2 separate regions of the Mus musculus genome follow, and region 2 is linked to region 1. The links are chromatin contacts, called in public Hi-C maps. All regions are on one chromosome and are shown on one strand. Each heading gives the region's core, a stretch centred on a gene start, on an enhancer-like site or on the middle of the called end of the contact. The rest is flanking DNA. Distances are from core to core; before and after follow the strand shown. Region 1 holds the start of Zdhhc18 (zinc finger, DHHC domain containing 18). Region 2 has its middle 12 kb from the start of Gm12974.

The links. Hi-C and Micro-C count contacts between places; a contact is called where the count stands out from the background.
Region 2: a contact with region 1 is called in a Hi-C map of bone marrow-derived macrophages, with 47 read pairs. The contact joins the enhancer-like site here to the promoter of Zdhhc18 in region 1. A contact is called at or near these places in 10 of 39 promoter capture datasets (the C10 cell line, the HPC-7 cell line, cranial neural crest and 7 more), 5 of 15 datasets of contacts at CTCF or cohesin (CD8 T cells, the NIH/3T3 cell line, embryonic stem cells and 1 more), 16 of 484 Hi-C or Micro-C datasets (8-cell embryo, bone marrow-derived macrophages, embryonic fibroblasts and 5 more), 41 of 115 datasets of contacts at active chromatin or transcription factors (the 230-238 cell line, CD8 T cells, the HPC-7 cell line and 26 more) and 4 of 9 other capture datasets (adipose tissue, liver, macrophages and 1 more).

What each region holds. Positions count from the first base shown.
Region 1 is chr4:133,629,956-133,637,353 of GRCm38.p6, reverse strand. Zdhhc18 (zinc finger, DHHC domain containing 18) reads left to right here and starts at 3,925. Exons shown (of 8, transcript NM_001017968.2): 1 at 3,925-4,275. The coding sequence starts at 3,965.
Region 2 is chr4:133,824,629-133,832,026 of GRCm38.p6, reverse strand. No RefSeq gene overlaps it. Among named protein-coding and RNA genes, the nearest start is that of Gm12974, 12 kb to the right of the region's middle. Within about 2 kb of position 3,061, at least 55 of the 459 cell types and tissues checked have an H3K27ac peak or open chromatin away from gene starts, as enhancers often do. A contact at or near this core is called in CD8 T cells, T-cell acute lymphoblastic leukemia, Th2 cells and 5 more, where this site is marked.

The DNA.
Region 1 (7,398 bases), core at 2,676-5,175:
CATAGGCTCTCTTCATGGTGCCAAGCTTCAGCTTCTTTGCATGACCCCTTCAGTCCTGGGCCATCAACTGTAATTGAGGCTGCACTTTCACCAATGGCTTTCCCTGGCCTCTCACAGTGCCGAGCATCAGCTGCTCTTCATGACCCCTTTGTGCCTTCAAAACCAGTATCACCTGGATGACCCTTACACATTACCAAGTCCAGCCACAGCACGAGATACAACCTTGACTATCTCTGGAACACATTTTTTTTTTCTTTAAAGTTTTTTTTTTGTTTGTTTGTTTGTTTTCGAGACAGGGTTTCTCTGTGTAGCCCTGGCTGTCCTGGAACTCATTTTGTAGACCAGGCTGGCCTCGAACTCAGAAAAAGATTTATTTATTTTATGTATATGAGTAGACTGTAGCTGAACAGATGACTGTGAGCCTTCATATGGTTGTTGAGAATTGAATTTTTAGGACCTCTGCCTGCTCCAGTCAACTCTGATCACTCAGTTCCCGCTCACTCTGACCCAAAGACTTATTGTTATACATAAGTACACTGTAGCTGTCATCAAATCCCTTTACGGGTGGTTGTGAGCCACCATGTGATTGCTGGGATTTGAACTCAGGACCTTCAGAAGAGCAGTCGGTGCTCTTACCTGCTGAGCCATCTTACCAGTCCCGGAACACAGTTTTTTGTGTGATCTCAGAAAACACTTCCCAGAAGATTTCACCTCAGTGATGCTGGTCTCTTCTTAGTCACCACTAACTTCTTAGCTCCAGGTAACCAACATCAATTGTCCCAATAGTTTCCTTCTCCTTTTGATTATAAAGTATAATGCCAGAGACACATGGCTGAAGCTGCCCAGTTCTGCTGCTTGCTGGAGCTGGAACATGACCCCCTTGTTTTGTTGTATTATCACCAGTTTTCTGTTTTCCAACTCCTTCACTGCCTAAGGTTGGCTGTCCTGGAACTTGTTCTGTAGGTTGATCTTAAACTCAGTGATCTACATGGCTCTGTCTCCTGAATGCTGGGATTAAAGATGTGTAGCACCATGCCTGGGCCTAAGCTTCTCATGGCTAATGTTTCTTAAGATCTGGATCAAAAGCCTGTGCCTTCCAGCCTCAAGATCTGGATCACAGGTGTGGCCTCCATTTCTGGATTGCAGTTCATTTCAGAGGTTGTCAAGTTGACAACTGGGAATAGCTGTCACAATTCACCACCCCTTGTCTACTTGACACAAATCATATCTCATATCCAAATGAGAAAATAACCAGGTAATAATGCCTACATATAACTATCCCTTGTTCGACTGCAAAAGCATAAACAGTGGGGGCTGGAGAGATGGCTCAGCGGTTAAGAGCACTGACTACTCTTTCCAAGGTCCTGAGTTCAAATCCCAGCAACAACATGGTGGCTCACAACCATCTGTGATGAGATCTGATGCCCTCTCCTAGTGTGTCTGAAGACAGCTACAGTGTACTTACATATAACAATAAATAGTAAATAAATCTTTTTTTTAAAAAAGCATAAACAGTAAGTTTAGCTGGGTGGGGTCTTGTTCCCGCATCACCACTTCCTTGATCTGTTTATCTCCTTGAACTCAGGATTCAGCCTGACTTCACTTCCTCGAACCATAGGTTTTGTATTTTTCCTTTTTAAGCTTGCTCCTTTTCATCAAAACACTTATCATAAAGAGTGAACATGGGCTGGTGAGATGGCTCAGTGGGTAAGAGCACTGACTGTTCTTCTGAAGGTCCTCAGTTCAAATCCCAGCAACCACAGGGTGGCTCCCAACCATCCATAATGAGATCTGACGCCCTCTTCTGGTGTGTCTGAGGACAGTTACAGTATACTTATTTATAATAAATAAATAAATCTTTAAAAAAAAGACCTCTCTGCCACCATATTTATTTAAAAAAAAAAAGTGAACGTGGGGGCTGGAGAGATGGCTCAGAGGTTAAGAGCACTGACTGCTCTTCCAAAGGTCCTGAGTTCAAATCCCAGCAACCACATGGTGGCTCACAAACATCTGTAATGGGATCTGATGCCCTCTTCTGGTGTGTCTGAAGACAGCTACAGTGTCCTCATGAGTGAACTTAGTAACCACACAACAGAATTTATATCAGGCTGTTTTGAGATTTCCTTTGCTAATGCAATTAATCTAAATGTCTTCTTCACTTTAGCCTCAGGCGGATTCTTCAGACAAGGGAAAAAAGCAGCCACATTCTTCACCAAAATACCACAAAAACAGTCTCTAGGCCACGCATTAGCAGTCTTCTCCTCTGAAACCTCCTGAGCCAGGCTTCCAGAGTTCAAATACCATCAGCAACAAAGTCTCCCGTATCCCTACGAGGGTGGCCCATTAAACCCCACAGAAAGCACTCCACTGCTTTCCAAAGTCCTAAGATCCACATGTCTCCAAACAAAAGCATGGTCAGGCCTATCACAGCAATACCCCACTTCTAGTACCAACTTCTGTCTTAGGGTTTCCATTACTGTGAAGAAACACCATGACCAAGGTAATTCTTATAGAGGAAAACATTTAATTGTGCTCTCATTACCTGGGCCAAGCATATTCAAACCATCACAGTGGTTAAGAGTACTTGCCGAACAATCATGGGTGCCCCAGTTCAGACCCCAGCATCTACCTAACCATTTAGGTATCTTACAGTGAACTTCGGCTCTGAAGGATCTGAGACCTTCTTCAGGCCTCCATGCATACGTAGGCCTGCCCTCTCGGTCTCCCCACGTGCACGTTCAGTCACACAAACACAAATGATCTGTCTTAGGGCAGGTGGAGCAGCTCAGTGCTAGAGACAGGGGTTGCCCAGCTGGTGAGGTCCTGGGTGGGATACTCAAGTATCCCAAAAGCAAAACAATCCCTGTTCTTTTGTTTTGTTTTTCGAGACAGGGTTTCTCTGTGTAGCCCTGGCTGTTCTGGAACTCACTCTGTAGACCTGGCTGGCCTCGAACTTAGAAATTCGCCTGCCTCTGCCTCCCAAGTGCTGGGAGTAAAGGCGTGGGCCACCATAGCCAGCTAGCAATCCCTGTTTTCACAAATGGATGCTAAACTCTCCTTGTCAGGTTCAGGAAGTGCACAAGTCCTTCAGAGAAACCTCGCTGGTGAGCCACTGCAATGAGCTCTAGTAACTTTGGGTGGAGTTTCAGCAAAACTCCCAGGCCTCCAGTCACATCACGAGAAATAAGTTCCACCATCAACTTGAATGGTTTGCAAGGAGGCTGGACCCCATTTGCTCCAGATAAGACTGCCTGATTTAGCCCTATGAGCTTTGGGGGTGATGCATGTAAAAGAATTTGCTAAAATATTTCTGGACTTCCGACCTGAGTCCTAGAAAATATAGTGTGCGCGTGTGTGTGTGTGTTTTCAGCTGAAACAGGGACTCACTTGTAGCCCAGCTCGTTGCAAATTCACCTTGGACCTTGGCCTGAAGGTCCTTGAACCCTACTTGTCTCAGTCACCAGGAGTTAGCCCACCCCAGTTCCTGGTTGGTTAGGTCTGTTGTGAAAACACCCACCTGAAAAAAGTTTGGGGCCCTTAGGCATGATCTCCATTTGGGGATTATCTAGAACCCAGGGTTGAACCTAGGACAGCAGGGAGGGAAAGACTAAAGGATATTTCACTCACACCCCTTTAGACACTCGGAACTTTCAAAGCACCCTTACCAGCTTGCCCTCAGAGGTGGGCGAGCCTGGAGTGCCTGAGCTGTCCCCTGAATCTCTGACTCCTAAGGCAGGGTCTGAGAGCACCGGCAGCTGAGGGAGCCCTGGAGGCCGCATCTGCAGAGCCCGGGCTGGGCGCAGGAGGCGCTGCGGAGCGAGCCGGGGGCGGGGCGGCAGCGGAGAGGCCAACCCGAGCGAGCCTGCCTGCCCGCCCGCCAGCGCCGCGCGCGCCGCCGCCACCTCCGCTGCTCGGCCCGGTCCCGGAGCGGCCGGGCGCGGAGCCGAGGCCCGCGGCCGGCCGCATGAAGGACTGCGAGTACCAGCAGATAAGCCCCGGGGCCGCCCCGCCGCCCGCCTCCCCCGGGGCGCGTCGCCCCGGCCCCGCCGCGCCCCCTGCTCCAAGCCCCGGGCCCGCGCCTGGCGCGCCGCGCTGGAGCGGCAGCGGCAGCGGCAGCGGGAGCCTGGGCCGCCGGCCCCGGCGTAAGTGGGAGGTGTTCCCGGGCCGCAACCGCTTCTACTGCGGAGGCCGGCTCATGCTGGCCGGCCACGGCGGCGTCTTCGCGCTCACGCTGCTGCTCATCCTCAGCACCACCATCCTCTTCTTCGTCTTCGAGTGAGTTCGCCCACCCCCACCCCGGCACTGCGTCCCCGGCCGCCGCTCCTTCCCCGCCCGCATCCGTGAGCCCTCGGGCCTCCGCCCGCCGCCCCGGAACCCCGGAACCCCTTCTCGCCACCCGGACCTTGGGTGCCCCGCCCGGGTCACCAGCTTTTGCCGGGTCCCTCAGGTCCACCTGCGGTCACTCACTGGCTGGTTCTTGCCTATCCCAGGCTCTTTCTGACCCTTCTAGGCGTCTTTCATTCCTGTCCTCAGACAAGTAAGTTTTTGTGTCCTTTGGCTGTGGACACCCTACCATGAATTTTTCTAGGCGTCCTCTCAAGTCCCTCCAAGGTTCTACAGGGTCCTGGCTCCCACACCCGCTTTCCCTCAGTCATGGTCACCCTAGGCCCGGAGGCAGTCCTCCCTAAAGCATCTCTGGGCCTCTCAGACAGGCCCTTCTCTCTCCAGCACTTTCCTTAGTTTCTCCAAAGCTTCTTCCCGACGCTCTCTTAGCTCCCTAGTCCTCTAGGTGTCTCCCACCCTGCCCTGTCTCTTTCCCCTCCGGACACTCTGCATCCCTCGGTGGCGGTCCACCACCGGGACAGCGGGCGGCATCAAGATCCTTTTCAGGAAAGAGACCTGAGTGCTTTCACACGGCCTGTCTTATTTGCCCCTATGGGCTTCTGACCTTTTCCCAGTGACCTAGGGTTGGCCTACACTGTAGCTCCGTTTTAGGACTGAAGGATGGAGGAGTGGCTGCTTATAGTTTTCTCGGGCCACTCATGCATCCAAAGTTTCCACCCACCCTCAGCCTCTAGCTGGAGTCACTTGCCCTGTGACTCCTTGAGGGCACATACACCCCCACTTGAACGCACCCGGGGTGAGTCCCACCTTTCCCTCCTACTTCTTCCTATTGGTTTCTTTTATTATTCATTATGGTTAAGAACTCCATCTCTGGCTCCAGTCCCAGCTCCACCTCCCACTAATTGTGTGGCCTGCAGGCAGTCATTTTACGTTTCCAAACCTCAGTGCCCTCACCTGTAGAATGGGGACTTTAATAGTACCCACCCCCGACAGGGTTCTATTGAGATTGGTCATGCTTGCAAGCCTTTAGCTTTTTTTTTTCCAGATATATTCATTATTTATTTATTTATTCTTTTTCGTCCAAGCTTCTAGCACTTGATGTTGGCAGCTATTACTTCCCCGGGGTTGGGGGAGGGGGGCACGCATGTCATGATGAGGCTGTCTGAAAGACCAGTTCTCAGATCACTTTCCAGGACCTGGATTATGTCTCTGTAACTACAAGGTGAAGACATCCTTCCTTTCCATCCTCCCCCAAAATGCTCTGCCCTTCCACTGGATCAGGACAGGAAAAAGAAAAAAAAAAGTTCAGGGTGGTTTACACAGAGGAGCACTGGGATCCCAGCCTGAACCTCGGGCCAAGTTTCGTTTTCACCTCGCTATGACTATGGCTTCTTGGGTGCTGTGGAAATGTTTTTTCCAGAGCCCTGAGGCCATTCTCTGTGGTGCTCACACCCAGGGTTATGGCCCAGGCAGGAGGAAGGCGTGCTGGCTGCTCTATACTGCTTTTGGACTTGGGTATCTTCCTAGTGGTACTGCGCTGCCCGGAGCCAGGAAGGAAGGATTCCTGCGCTTAGCGAGAACAGGCCAATCACCTTGACTTTTCTCTCCTCTTGTTACTTGGGTGGCAGCTTTGGGGACAGGGTTTGGTGACATCCTATAGTCCTGCTGGGTGTTTTGGGGTTGCTCGGTGGACACACCTTTAGTGAGGACAGGGTTGGCAAGAAGTGCTCACTCCTCATTGCTCTGGGAAGGTACTTGGCTCTTGGGGGAGGACCTTTCCTACTGCGAATCGTTTTGCTTCCCTGTTGGCTGGGAAGTTGCATCACACCCTACCAGGCGTCCCAGCTTCTACCACACTTCCCATTCCACACAGCAGACATAACCCCTGGACATCAGACTTCTGGCTCCCGGTTCTCCCTCTCAGTTAGAGCCCCGGCTCTGATGTTGGCTTCCTGTGGCCTCGGCACCCTCTCGTCCTCCTGCCCAGTCGTCTTCTGCCCAGTTGTCCTCTCAAGTGCACTGGCCTGCTGGCTTGCTCCTGCCTCAGGGCCTCTGGAGCACCCTCATGGTCCACTTATTTTGATCTCTCCCTGCCTGCCTGTACTATACGTATACACTTGATTGGCCATTTCGTGCCTGTGTTTTCTTCAAGAACATAGGAAATCTGCACAGTGCTGTGCATTTAGTGCCTAGAGCCAGTTTAAGGGATACCTATGGTCAGTGCTCAACACTGCAAGTGCACGGATCACTCGCTGGGAGTGTGGAGATGCCAGCTTGTAATTGGCACCCTGACTGGGTGACCTTGAATCTAGCAGAGGAAATCAGAGCCTAGATCTTGCTGTTGGTGTTGCCCGAGGGCTCTACAAGTCCCAGGCTTTATTCCCCAGGCGCCTGCTTGTGTGAGAACTAGGTGAGCTGTCCAGCATAACACTAGGACCTGGCTGGTTCTGTTGGGGGGTTGGCCATGAAGAAATGTGTTGGGCAGAGGGTAGCCCACTAGGAGCCCTTGGCTTTGGCAGGCTCTGGTCCTGAGGAAAGGCCTCCGCAGGCTTCAGAAGCAGTGTGCAGATGGCCTGGTTTCACTCCCTGCCTCTGTGGACCCCTGGAAGGATGGCTGGCTCCTAGCCTCCTGATAGATGCATCTCCCAAGCTGCAGCCCCCACTCTGTCGAATCCCCTCCAGCTTTAGTGGGAAGGCAGGGGCTGGCTGCAGTTGGTGCCGTGAACATCACAGTGAACGCTCCTGACCTGCATTGCCCACATTGTTTAAACTTCTGGAATGTCTTCATCTGTGAAGTTTTTTTTGGAGCATAAATAAGGTCAGAGGGGGGGGGGCTGGTGAGATAGCTTAGTGGGTAAGAGCACCCGACTGCTCTTCCGAAGGTCCAGAGTTCAAATCCCAGCAACCACATGGTGGCTCACAACCATCCGTAACAAGATCTGACTCCCTCTTCTGGAGTGTCTGAAGACAGCTACAGTGTACTTACATATAATAAATAAATAAATAAATAAAAATTAAAAAAAAATAAGGTCAGAGGGTCACCGTGAAGATTCG
Region 2 (7,398 bases), core at 1,812-4,311, 200 kb before region 1:
AAAACATCGCATGCCCCCTTCCCAGGCAACCTCAAGAAAAACACTACATGTCCGTTCACAGCAAAATACCCTCCCATGTGATTGCCTCAGCAAAACATCCTCTCAAAAGACAGTTTCCAGAAAAATGTCTCATACCACAGCTGAATCTTCCAGAGAAACCAGAAATTTCCACCTCACAAGTCAAAGGACATTTTTTCAGGTGCAAGTTTTTCCTTTCCACCATGTAAGTCCCAGAGACTGAATTCACCATCAAACTCAAGGAGGGGCCATTACCACTGAGCTACCTCCATAACCTCATTTTTTTAATTTTATTTTTTTTTGGAGAGGTTAGATTTAAATAGGGTCTCACTGTGTAAACTTGGATGGCTTAGAATTAATTCATAGCTGACCTGGAACCCCCTCTGTAGGTTCAAGATCAGGGTGGCCTTGAACTCACAGAAGTCTGCTTGTCTCTTTGTCTCTTAAGGACTAGGATTAAGGTATGTGCTGCCTGGCCTAGCTCTGTAAATTTTGCTGTTGTTTCGCAATTTGTCTTTCTATGTGGACAAGTTGACTCTAAGCGCACTATCCTCTACCCTTAGCCTGTAGTGTACTGGGATTACAGACATGTGGTGCCATAGCTGGCCCCAGGGCTCTTACAGTAAATTTACAGGGTAAATACAGTATTATTATTTGTTTTTTAAAAAAGGTGGGGGGGCTGGTGAGATGGCTCAGTGGTTAAGAGCACTGACTGCTCTTCCAAAGGTCCTGAGTTCAAATCCCAGCAACCACATGGTGGCTGACAACCATCTGTAACAAGATCTGATGCCCTCTTCTGGTGTGTCTGAAGACAACTACAGTGTACTTACATATAGTAAATAAATAAATCTTAAAAAAAAAAAAAAAAGGAAGAAAGGCCAGATGTGGTGGTGCACACCTTTAATCCCAGCACTTGGGAGGCAGACTCCTGAGTTCGAGGCCAACCTGGTCTACAGAGTAAGTTCCAGGACAGCCAGGGCTACACAGAGAAACCCTGTGTCGAAAAACAAAACAAAACAAAACAAAACAAAACAAAACAAAACAAAACAAAACAAAAAAGAAGCTGAAGAGACGAAGAGCTTGTTTTTGAGCCGGGTGGTGGTGCAGGCGGATTTCTGAGTTTGAGGCCAGCCAGGGCTACACAGACAAAACAAAAAACCAAAATAACAACAAAAAAGAGCTTAGTTTCTTAGACCAGACCCTGAATTATAACCTCAATTTCTCTCTCTCTCTCTCTCTCTCTCTCTCTCTCTCTCTCTCTCTCTCTCTCTCTCTCTCAATGTATCATGCACAGTGTTCTGTCTGTATGTGTGCCTGCATGCCAGAAGAGGGCACTACCAGATCTCATTATAGATGGTTATGAACCACCATGTGGCTGCTGGGAATTGAACTCAGGTCAGGACCTCTGGAAGAGCAGTCAGTGCTCATAACCTCTGAGTCATCTCTCCAGCCCCCCCAAACAGCTTTTAATAAGAGCACTTCCCTTCCCCCTTCTGCGGAAAGCATCATGACATTAGTTCTCCATTCTTGATATGTTATTTCATAGTCTTTTGTTTGTTTTGTTTTTTACTGTCCTAGAACTCACTCTGTAGACCAGGCTGGCATCAAACTCAGAAATCTGCCTCCCAAGTGCTGGGATTAAAGGTATGTGCCACCATGCCTGGCTTTATTTCATAGTCTTATTTGGACTATTCATTACGTTTCTTACCCTGACATACAGAAAACATTTTAATTCCATCATCTCTGTGTGTATGCAGTACCTTGTGTGTGGGAGGGGCTACCAGTGGGAGTTGGTGTGATCCACCCACGTGGGTCCCAGGGATTGAACTCAGTTCTTTAGGCTTGCCAGCAAGCGCCTTTACACACTGAGACATCTCACCGACCCATTTTATGAGTATGTCTGTTCATATAACAAACCAGTAAACTGTTGAAAGGAAAAGAGAGAGAGAGATGACAGACAGACAGACTGACAGACAGGAGGAAAAGAATAGGTGGGAGAGAGGCAGAGAGAAAAAGATTTGACTACATCAAAACCTTTCACCAGATGGGCGCTTTCATCCCTAGTTCCCTGCTGTTCTTCTTTTGACCAACAGGTGGCAGGCTAAACCCACAACAGGCGACCATGACTTTCTTTAACTGCAATGAGAAGAAAATTGCTTCTTTTCCCACACGTATTTCTTTCCCCAGATAAACAGTGCGGTGAGCATCTGCCCGCTTATCAAGGAAGTGAGCCCCAGAAGAAGGTCGCTTTTCAGGTGAGGGACACACGGGTCACCAACCTGACTCTGAGCTTCAGGTTACAACACTGCAGACAAGTTCCTTAGAAAGCAGCCAAGGTTGCTCCAAAAGTTGTTTTAAAATTCACATAATCTACATTTCCCCAGTTAATAATAATAAAAAGTGTATAACCAGAAGTCACAGAGGCCCTTCTGTCATAACTGGTAGGGTTTTAGAGGTAATGGTACTTCCTTTTCATGAAGGAGAAGTTTTCAGAGCCAGCCCCCTCCCAGAATCCTTCCACCCACCCCTCTATACACTGCTCTCCCCCAGGAATTGCTTCCCAGCCCTTCACAAAATTGCCAGGGTAATTGACTCTTCGCGGGCTGAGTCTGACTTCCCACCCTGATTTGGTAACAGACTTTGTTTTGGTGAGATGAGGCTCTTTGTTTGCCAATGCACAATAAAAATGGCTTTTGAGTGACTTCAGAGGACGCTTTCTGGTGCCAATAGCAGATTCCAAAGCAGCCTTTATCCCCGACGTGGGGGATCGGGTCCCTCGAGACTGTTTAAGGATCGGTTTTCAAAGTGCTCAGAACCTGAAATGTCTTGTATGGTATATTTGCAGGTGCATAATTGGCCCAGTGCTCCAGGGTTATAAAGGCTGCCTTCCTGTGGTAGCAGTAGACAGACTGAGCCTCTTGCTAAAATTGAGGGCTGCAATTTCGATAACAAATCTGATTCTAACTCTCCCGTGTCACTTCAGCCCAAAGGTGCCTTTGTCTCCCAAGAGAAAGAGGGCTGGAAGTGACTGAATGGCCCTTCAGCAGAGCCAGGAGCAAAACATTGCCGAGGGACACTTTTGTCCGGAGAGTGGAGGTTTAGGGCTGGTATGTGTGAAGTGAGTTCTCTTTGTTCACTGCCAACCTGCCTGAATGCGTGTGAGGCGGCGGAGGTGACAGCAAAATGCTTTAAAAGTGGCCTGCAGTGGGAAACTCGGAGCGCACAATGGCGTTATTTTTGTTAGACATAATTCTCCCACCTCGCCTTTTTATTGCAGGAACCAAAATAAGTCCGGATAAAGCTTTAAAAGGCTGCCTTGATGTTGGAAGGAAAATGGATATTGTCTCTCCCCACAGTGTCTGAATGGTGCACATAATCCTAGCTATATCCAGATAAGAAGACGCCCCGCCCTGGGTGGAAGAGCACCAGGCGTCTCCAGGGAGGGGCCGGAGGGTGCTAGCCCATCTTACTGAAACTTCTAAAATCTGAAGAGAAGGCTCCCTGCTCTTCACACTTCTATTTGCAGTTAATGTTTATGTGTGGTAGAAATGTTCGATCCCCTTTACTCCTCAAAGCCCCCCCCCCCCACCTCCGGCATTTGATCACTTGATGACACCCATGAAGACTCCAGCTTTCGGCTTTCATCATCGAAAACCCGCGGGCTGTAGACTGAGGAGAGGAAAGGGGCGGTGCTCTCCCCCTAAATTGCTCAATTTAGTCAATTTAGGAGATCAGGGAGCCAGGGAGCTCCTTCTGCGATTAAGTGTGTTTTTTCTTTTGTTTGTTTGTGTTTTTCAAGACGAGGTTTCTCTGCATAGCCCAAGCTCAGAGATCCGCTTGCCTCTGCTTCCCAAGTGCTGGGATAAACTTGGCGAGCCATCAGAGTGACTCCAGTCGGGGAGGTTTTAGTGAACTGTGTCTCAGGTAAACCGGATGTGGGAGGATGTGGGCGCCACATTCAAATCTGAGGGGTGCCTCTCAAAGGAAAGATCTAATCGGCCAGCCTTCCCTGCAGCAGCTACCAGGGTGGAACGTTTGCCTGTTTGTGTTCCAGGCAGGGGATGCTGCTAATTATGGGAGCAATTCCCATGGATACAGAGAAGAAGGAGCCAAGCCCTGATCAGGAGCGGATGATCAGGAGGGGACTAAGGAGAGTGGTTGGCTCAGTGATTACGAAGAACACTTGTTGATCTTGCAAAAGTCAGGAGTTCAATTCCTAGCACCCACAAGGTGCCTCACAACTGTCCCAGGAACTCTCACACCCTATTCTGACCTCCATGGGTATCGGCGAGCACCTGGTAACCATACTTAACATGCAAATAAAACACTCAGACATAGCAGAGCGTGGTAGCACCCGCCTTTAATGCCAGCACTTGGGAGGCAGAGGCTCATTGGTGAGTTTAAGGCCAACCTGATCTACATACTGGGTTCTGGGCCAGCCAGAACTACATATGAGATGCTTTCTTGAAGAATAAAAACAAGAGCTGGAGAGATAGCTCCATAGTTAAGAGCACCGACTGCTCTTCCAGAGGTACTGAGTTCAATTCCCAGCAACCACACGGTGGCTCACAACCATCTGTAATGGGATCTGATGCCCCTCTGAAGAGAGCAAAGGTGGTATACTCACCTACATTAAATAAATAAATAAATCTTAAAAAAAAAAAGTAGGACAAAACCCCCAACAAAATCATTTGCATGCTTTTAAATCCAGCACTCAGGAGGCAGAAGCAAGATTAGTTTAGCCATTTGGGGCCAGCAAGATGACACAAATGGCTTGCCACCAAGCCTATTGACCTAAGTTTGATCCCCAGGACCCACACAGTAAAGGAAAAAAAAACAAAGTCTGCAAGTTGTCCTCTGACCGTCCCATGTAAGTGTATCATGTTATCATATGCACATGCAAGAAATAAATAACCTGGTAATTTAAAAAAAGATTTATTTATTATTATATGTAAGTACACTGTAGCTGTCTTCAGATGCACCAGAAAAGGACATCAGATCTCATTATGGGTGGTTGTGAGCCACCATGTGGTTGCTGGGATTTGAACTCAGGACCTTCAGAAGAACAGTCGGTGCTCTTAACCACTGAGCCATCTCTTTAGCCCCCGATAACCTTTTAAACATTTTTTTTTTCTGTTTTGTGCAATCTAAGTTTATTTCACTGATGGAAACATTTCTCTTTGCGCAATTTTTTATGCATAATACATCATCAAGCTTAATGTCTATGTACAGTGCCAAAACATATTTGTTCTGGTGTGTGTGTGTGTATGTGTTTGTGGGATGTGTGTGTGTGTGTGTGTGTGTGTGTGTGTGTGTGTTTGTGTGTGTGGTGTTCATTTGTCAAGGTTGAAACTTACCTTTAAGGCCAGGCATGGTGGTGCATGTCTTTAATGCCATCACTTGGGAGGCAGAAGCCAAAGGATCATTGTGAATTTGAGACCAGCCTGGTCTACAAAGCAAGTTCCAGGGCACCCAGAGCTTTAGTTCAAGGCCAGGTCTGGACAGATGGCTCAGTGGTTAAGAGCACTGGCTGCTCTTCTAGAAGACCGGAGTTCAATTCCCAGCACCCACAAGGCAGCTTACAACCATCTGTAGCTGCAGTTCCAGGGCATCAGTGTGGGCACTGCACGCACACACCACAGAGACACACATGCAGCAAAACACCATTCAAATAAAATAATGGGTTTTTTAAAAATTGCTTAAAAACTAAAAGGAAAGCGAAAAGTTCAAGGCTAGCCTGGGCTCCACCGGAAGACCCTATCTTAGAAACTGAAGCAGGAAAGAAGAGCAGAGAGTTAACTTTTAGAAAGAATCAAATTTGAGAAATGGAAGCAGTTCCATCTCTCTCTTGTTTGAATCCGGGGATTGATAAATGTCCCTGCTTATCGAGCCCTGCACTGTTTTTTGTTGTTTTTTTTTTTCTCAGAGTCTCAGAATTCTTTGTATGGGAGCCCAGGGCTAGAAGGGGATCCTGTTTCGGCAGTGACTGAGGCTTCCAACTTTCAGGACCTCTGCCTAGGAACCTGTGCCAGCTGCCTGCCTTTCGGTTTTAAGTTTAACTTCACAAGCAGCCTTTCCAACAGTACTGTGGCTTTCTCTCCCTTTTATATGACAGATGTGGTTTCACAGGGCATCTAGGGGTTGCTTGGATTTGAAGTGAATACTTATGGGAGGGGGCAGGGGAGGAGGTAGTTATTCTAATTTGGAAACTGAAACAGCAACTCTGATAGAAGAAATAAAGTGTTTGGAGTCAAAAGACTGGAGTTTTAACACTTGACTCCACCACACTTTACCAGGGCACATTTAAGACAAGACACTTATCTCCCTGAGAGTTAGCACAGACCCCAGCCCCCATCCTCCCTGTGAACTCTGAGCATCATGGCAGTCAGTAGTCTGTATTTCATAGTGAGGTCAAACAGGAGGAAAAATTTGAAATTTTTATATTTTTTTAACAACGCAATGCTAGGAGGCAGGTGGGTCTTCAAGTTTAAAGTTAGCCTGGTTTATGGAGTGAGTTCCAGGACAGCCAGGGCTACACAGAGATGAAACAAAACAAACAAACAAACAAACAAACTCCAAAACAACAACAAGCAAACCAAACCCCCAAAAGTGGGGAGACAGAAGAAAAAAAGAGACCAAAATAAAATAAAATTAAAATTAAAACAAAAGCCAGGCAGTGGTGGCACACGCCTTTAATCCCAGCACTTGGAAGGCAGAGGCAGGAGGATTTCTGAGTTCGAGGCCAGACTGGTCTACAAAGTGAGTTCCAGGACAGCAAGGGCTACACAGAGAAAACCTGTCTCGAAAAACCAAAAAGAGAAAAAAGAAAAGAAAGGAAAGGAAAGAGGAAAAAAAGAGAAATAACCTGGGGCAGGGTTAAGATAGCTCATTCGCCAGGCCTAGAGACTTGTTTTGTTTTTCAAAATCCAAAGAAGAGACTCTTTTTTCAATTAAAATTTTTTTTTTTTTTTTTTTTTTTTTGGTTTTTCGAGACAGGGTTTCTCTGTGTAACCCTGGCTGTTCTGGAACTCACTCTGTAGATCAGGCTGGTCTCGAACTCAGAAATCCACCTGCCTCTGCCTCCCAAGTGCTGGGACTAAAGGCGTGCACCATCACCGCCCAGCCAAAGAAGAGACTTTAATTCCCTCAAGTTGGCCTTGACTTTCATATGGGTTCATATGGGTGGCACATGACCCAGACAAGGCCTAGCACGCTTGGAGCCCTGGATTCTCCCTGGAGCACAGAAGCCTGATAAGCCAGCATGACATTAGTCTCAGTGTTCTCTGCGAGGTCAAGGCTAGCCTGGTCTACCCAGGGAGTTCCTGGACAGCCAGGGAAACAGAGAGAGACCCTGAATCAAAAAGCCCAGGCAGGTTAGAG